2 separate regions of the Mus musculus genome follow, and region 2 is linked to region 1. A link is a contact called in public promoter capture Hi-C data. All regions are on one chromosome and are shown on one strand. Each heading gives the region's core, a stretch centred on a gene start, on an enhancer-like site or on the middle of the called end of the contact. The rest is flanking DNA. Distances are from core to core; before and after follow the strand shown. Region 1 holds the start of Huwe1 (HECT, UBA and WWE domain containing 1). Region 2 holds the start of Rragb (Ras-related GTP binding B).

Region 1 (3,139 bases), core at 457-2,956:
AACACTGGTGCTAAATAAAAAGTAATTCAAATCATGTTATCTACAAAGGAAACACGTGATAGGGAATTAATTGTCTATAATAGAAGTGATTTGAGGAGAAAGGAAGTAAATTTAAATTTAAAAGGAGCGTGACTGTTTTAGGGGTAAAACTCCTGGAGGAAGGAAAAGGTACTGGGGGTCGACACCTTGCTAGGGGATTCAGCTCCTGGGGGTGGGAGGAAGAGCAGTTAAGAGAGAAATATAAGGATTAAGAAGTGAGACTTAGTTCTTAAATGTTGGTTAGCTGTAACAAAACAAAAAGATATACAGACCAGCAGACTACAGAAACATAGGCGGGAAAGGGGGCGGGTCCCAGAGCTTGTAGCGTGGAAGGGGTTGGAAAGGCAAAGTTTCACCTAGTGGGGGCACGAAGGAGACCACTAAGACTGCAATTATCCGACCACTGACCCGTTTATTGTTCTGCCCAAGTATGGTCTCAAAACATTCAAAGTTGAAGAAATCAGTACGCTGTCCCCGCGTCAGGGATAAACAAGCAAGAGGACCTAGGAAAATGGAAGGTTACTGCTGATCCATCCACAAAGATGGAGTAAATGCAGGGAATAAGATAAGCTCTTTTAACATCTGCGCCAAAAGCACCACGGAAGGACATGGGACAGGGTAGATGATTCAGGCTAGGCTCTAAATTAGGACTACAGAGGAGGAGTGATAGGATTTTTTTTAACTTCTCCCCTTAATAATGCATCCCGATATTCACGTAGCTGAGCGATTTGACAGGGAGACAGAATTTGGGAAAGGGAAGGTACTCTAATGACTCTACAGATTGACCTCTCAAACCTTAGCCCGAAAGCCGCGGGAGCAGGGAAGCAGAGCCCACCTCGGATCAAGAAAAACTAGGGGTTTCATATGGGTCGCTGCAAGGGCTGAGAAGCAGCAAGCGCGCAATAATTATGAGAACAATCTTAGGTGCGTCCCTCTCTCCCACTTTTTAATCTAATCCCCAGCCCACTACCCAATGAACTATGGACTCCCTCCCGCACTTCCCAACCCGCCCACTGCGACGACGAAAACAGAGGCGAAGAGCGATTGGTGGGGCAAAGGCAGGCCCACACGAGGCAGAGGCCGGGGGAAATGGTGTCGCTTTAACCGGTAAGAAACAGGATGGTCTTCAGCTCAGGAAGGATTTACCGGCACCACGACGTTTCGCCATTCGTCATCTCCTTAACGTCTGGTACCTGAGAAGCGTCACAAACGCGGATAGCTAACCCCTTGGTACCGTGTAAGAGCAAGACAGGCAGCCGCCGCCGCCGCCATCTTAACAGGCGGCCCGACCCTAGTCACTGCCCCCCCACCCCCAAGGTATCTCCGCCACCGCCGGCGAATCCCCACGAGGACGTAACCCTGCTCCCGCGAGAACTCACCGGCTAAGAACGGCAGCACCAGAAGACGCTGCTCGCGCCTCCGCAGCTCCTGCACTCAGTAGCCAACCTCGGCCGCCGCCTTCGCGTGATCCCAGGAGAACCTCCACCGGACCAGGAAAAACTGAGCCCAGCCCGTCCCAACCCTCGCTTGCCACCAAACCCCAAATCGCCACCGCTCCGCTCTCACCCCACGCGAAGCGAAAAGCAAATGACGCACAACCTCACGGAGCACTACGGGGCGGAGCCAGCATGCCGCCGCCGGCTCCCGCATGCGCCGTAGGAACTATCGCGATATTACGTTCAGCCTCGCCGAGACCTTCGTAATTCACCGCAGGAGACCGCCCGCGCCTCGCCTTTAGGAAACATGAGATCTCGCGAGACCAGGTGCACGCTCCTAAAAAGGAGAAAGGCGGAGCTTCGTGAAAATGACTGGGAGTTTTTTCGGGGAAAGGGAGGAAGCTCTCGTCCTTTAGGGATCTCGCTTACCACGAGGTTTCCGACCCACTGCGGAGCTTGCTACCAAACCTCGCGATGACACAGCTCAGCGCCAAATCTCGGCCATGTCTTGAAAACTACCTCCGCCCCCGATTTAGGTGTCTGGAGCCTGCCTAGTGCTTAAAAAGTCAACCTGTTTATTCTCACGCTTCCAGCAGGGCTGTACCAATTAGCCAAACTCCATTCCGAAAGCGAAAAGAATGGGTTCCCATTGTTACCTGCCTCGAGGAATAACGTGCTAGTCTTAACTAACGCATAAAAGATGTTCAATTTACAATAAACACACAAATGCAAATGGAAACAATGACACACCAGTTTTTGTGCTCAAAACATGGGGGGAAAAATCTAAAGACCTCTAATATCCATACTTCTTCCTTCGCCGCACTGCAGGCTAACCTGAATCCATCTTTTCACTAAAAGCTCATATCATTAGTTCTACCTCCGGAGTCACCAGTTTTAAATATTGAGGCTTTCCTTACCTTATAACAAAAAAGACCCAATAAAGTGGTTTTCTCCAAACAAAGGCGTCTGCCCTCAAAAGCAAATTCAAGCTTGGGGTGGGGAGAAAGGCGCTTGGAGATTTTAATATGGCAGTTTTTGCATGTCTAACCAACAATGTTTCTCCAATAAATCGGGATCCAGTCTGGCCCGTTTGTGAGCTTTTCCATTCTAATCCATTGTTCTGTCTATTCTAATTTAAACATGCTTCCTTCAGAGTACAGTTTAATTGTACAAGCACCCCCATCTTTAAAAACATTTTCTTGGTTATTCTTAGCCATCCCCCCCTCATAAACTTTAGAATCGTCAAGTTCCAAAAACTTAGTATATTTATTGGAATTGCATCAACTGCTTGAATCAATATAGAAAAATGAATATCGTTACAGAATAGAGGCTTCCTATGCAGAAGCCTGATATTCCTTCTCCATTTATGCAAACGTTCTTCCATTGTATTCCTGAAAGTTTTATAGTTTACTTCCAGATATTTTTATTTTTCTTGAAATTTAGAGTGGGGGGGTTGGTATTAAAATTTCAAAATGTTTATTGCTTATATACAAGACTGTTCATATTTAACTACTGACTTTTGTAATTAGAAAAATGAAAATATGCTCAAACAGCAGTAAAATGAAAGCAACGACATGTGATTTTTTACTGTATAACTGAAAAGATATAAAGATAAGTAACAATTCATGTTGGCATAGCTATGGAAAAATAGGCAATATCGTACT
Region 2 (3,139 bases), core at 445-2,944, 1.3 Mb before region 1:
GCTAGAAAAAAAAATTGCACGTAACATTTGATTTGGGTTAAAGAATCAGTGCACACACAGAGGGCTGTGTAATATTTGTATCTGGCTTGACTCCATGAGATTAATTTTAGACAAAGTAAATCTGACAGTAAATAAGGGGATGAGTGTCTCAAAGACCCCATAGATTCTTGCCACAATCCAGAAAAAGCCAGATTCCCTGAACTGCAGCTTCTTACCTTTTTCTTCATGTTACTGATGTAGCTAACACATCTTACCTTTTTCTTCATGGCTGCATTTGGCATTGCCCACCTGTAGATATAAACCAAAAGATGGTGTTTTCGTGATCTAATTGCCGGGGGCGGGGGGTGGGGGGGGGGACACACAAGTAAACTGAAAGATGCAGACGAATATTCTTTAAAGCAGCTAAGTATGGATGAGACCTCTTTTCAGAAGTCTTCATTTTCCTAAATTATAAAGCTGGGTTTATGCTCCCTGTTTCCTTCATCAGCTCGGGAGACGCTTCCTAGGATGGCATATTTAGGAATAGAAACCATTTAAATTCAAGATTTGATATTTTGTCATAAAGCTGAAGCAACACTCTGGGTACTTTTATAAATCAAACAATATTGTCATAATCTGAATACTATTTTTTTTAAATTCATCTCCGTATTTTTCAAATCTAGAAGCATCTTTGGACCTTCAATCGTCCTTCCAAGCTGTATTTCATTCATTAAAGGCACAAAGTACATATAACGCAGTTCTCAAATAGGCATATCGCACTATACGTCATTGGTCAGCAAATGTCTGTCCTTTCCTTTTTTATCATCAACAAGGTGATAACATCAAATAACCTTTATAGAAAACAGAAAACAACTCAGAACTGTCTCAATTAGAAGACTACGCATAAACCAGGAATCCCACATCCAGGCAAAGGGTGTTTCTATTCTGTTTTCCGTCATCAAGGGCATGATATCAATCAACCATATTGGTAAATTAAAGCAATTCATCACTGCAGGTTAGAGGTTGTTGCATCTCACAATACTCTTTACAATTAGCATGCCCTCCCTCCCAGGTGCAACATAATCCCCTTTACCCACCCAAGCGATCCTTCCGGCTCCCCTAGAGGAGGCTCCACTTTTGGGCCCACATTCTCTTTCTCTGTCTTTTTCTCGGAGTCAGATTCTTCCATCGTGCAACAAGTCCTTCACAGTGCCTTCTAAATCCGCAGTACCGTTCTTCTGGCTCACCTGCCTACGCTCAGCACCCAGGGCCCGCGGGGCCTGATCTATCCCTGCCTCCGCCTTTGTCCACTGGGGGGCCGCTTTTCCCACAGTTACCTTTACCGACCCGAACTTAGTCTCCAGGCACAGCCGAGCAGGCCAGCCCAAAGGAGCAAGCGATTCGATTCGGTGCGTGCAAAGGAAGAGATGGAGGAGAGGGAGGGCAAGGTGGATGAGGAGTTGGTCCCGAGTTTGGGCCTCACTCGCCAAGGTCTCAAGACCCAAAGGTAACTTGGTCAGCTTCTGTACAGACTGCAAAGGCTGAGATAACGGAATGAGCGGAGCGGAGCTGCAGAAGCAAAGCGGTCACTGCCTGGTGGCTCCTCCCGACCTCGCTGCCAGTCACGGTCCGCCTGAGGATGCTCTTACTTCCGCGCCCGCCCTTCAGGAGCGCAAGAACCTCACCGCAACCACGCTACTGCAGGCCAGGATCACGTGGGAACCTGCCGTAGTCCCAGGGCCTGTCACGTGCCGCTACCCTTTTGGGGGGGCCCTGGGTTTGCTTGGAAGAATACCATAGAGACTGCTTTAGGAAAGCCAGAGTGCCACCCGCCATCACGTGGCCCGGGCTCTCATTTCCGCGCCATTGGCCCTTAGGGCGGCCTGCGGGCACCTAGACACTGATGGACGCGGCCCCGCCCACTCGCTGCTCAGAGTTAAAGGAGAAGGTTGCAATTTCAGCACCTGCCAGCTAGCCGTTTTCACTACTCCCTATGATTAGGGCCCTGTGCATTTTTGCATTTTGGTAACTTTTCTTCCCGTTAATCCTTATGACAGTTCAAGTAATTAAAAAAGCAATCCATCTAAAGTGTTTTAAACTGTCTTTCCCATAGAAAACTCTCAATAAGTTGTTATTGCCAGGACCAGAACCACACGGAGGGTTTAACACGTCCGCCACTTAACTTTTAAAAGTTGCAAACATAATTTTAAAGTTTCTGATGATCATCATGAGATACTTGCTACATACAGAGTTTTATGTGGAGAAGAAGTGATTTGTCAACCAGCTCTCAAATCTCAACGCAGCAAGTTCCAACCTCAATGACCTAAGAGCTTCTTAGGCTTGGAACTCTTTTAAATGTGACACCAAGGTTACAGGCTGGGAAAAAGAGTGGCATAGGTTGATGCTCCCTTGAAAGACTGAATTTGCCATTCACAGTTTGTAATGGCCTCAACTTTCTCAGCTTATAGGTAATGTCCTCCAGAGGTCTTCCCAACCCATACTCTATTAGAGTACAACAGTCTTTTGAACCTGCAGTAGTTATTTTCTGTTGTATGCTTTTTAATTCATAATATTCCTTTGTAGTTTTTCTTTTGTTGTTGAGATTATACTGTAGACACATTTCTTTTTTCCCTTTTTTCCCTCCAAACCTTGTCATATAAACAACTCTCCTTGCTCTTTCAAAGTCATGGCTTCGTTTTTCATTGGTTGTTGTTATATGCACATATATGTATATACATATATATTCCTAATATAACCCGCTCAGTCTGTATAATAATCTCATATATATGTTTTCAGGGCTGAGCAGTTGGTATTGAAGAACCAGACAGTGTATTCTTCCCTAGGGAAAATTATTTCTCCTGCTCTGGGCATTCCTTGGTTGCCTGTAGTTCTTTGTGTAGAGTATAATACTTACTGACATGGCAATAATCTTGTTTATTTGATCTCTGAGTATAGGATTTCTATTTAAACGCTATAAGGACAAGCACTTACTTTTGAAAAATGTTCTCCTATACACTAGGTTCACAGACCAGAATGTGTGTATATACTCGATATTCACTGAGTACTGTTTTTTTTATAAAGATAAGAACAAATGTGTTAAGGAATTTCTGATTAATAACAGAAAGGAGAAAATGTATGATAGTTCTTTAATATCCACAAC

Evidence for each region. Promoter capture Hi-C pulls out the DNA fragments that hold promoters and counts their contacts.
Region 2: a promoter capture Hi-C map of pre-B cells shows a contact between it and region 1, with 4 times the contacts expected there. The contact joins the promoter of Rragb here to the promoter of Huwe1 in region 1. A contact is called at or near these places in 1 of 39 promoter capture datasets (pre-B cells) and 1 of 484 Hi-C or Micro-C datasets (CD4 T cells).

Annotation. Positions count from the first base shown.
Region 1 is chrX:151,801,849-151,804,987 of GRCm38.p6, reverse strand. Huwe1 (HECT, UBA and WWE domain containing 1) reads right to left here and starts at 1,706. Exons shown (of 83, transcript NM_021523.4): 1 at 1,419-1,706.
Region 2 is chrX:153,138,513-153,141,651 of GRCm38.p6, reverse strand. It overlaps Rragb (Ras-related GTP binding B), which reads right to left and starts at 1,694. Exons shown (of 11, transcript NM_001004154.2): 1 at 1,077-1,694; 2 at 255-288. The coding sequence starts at 1,168.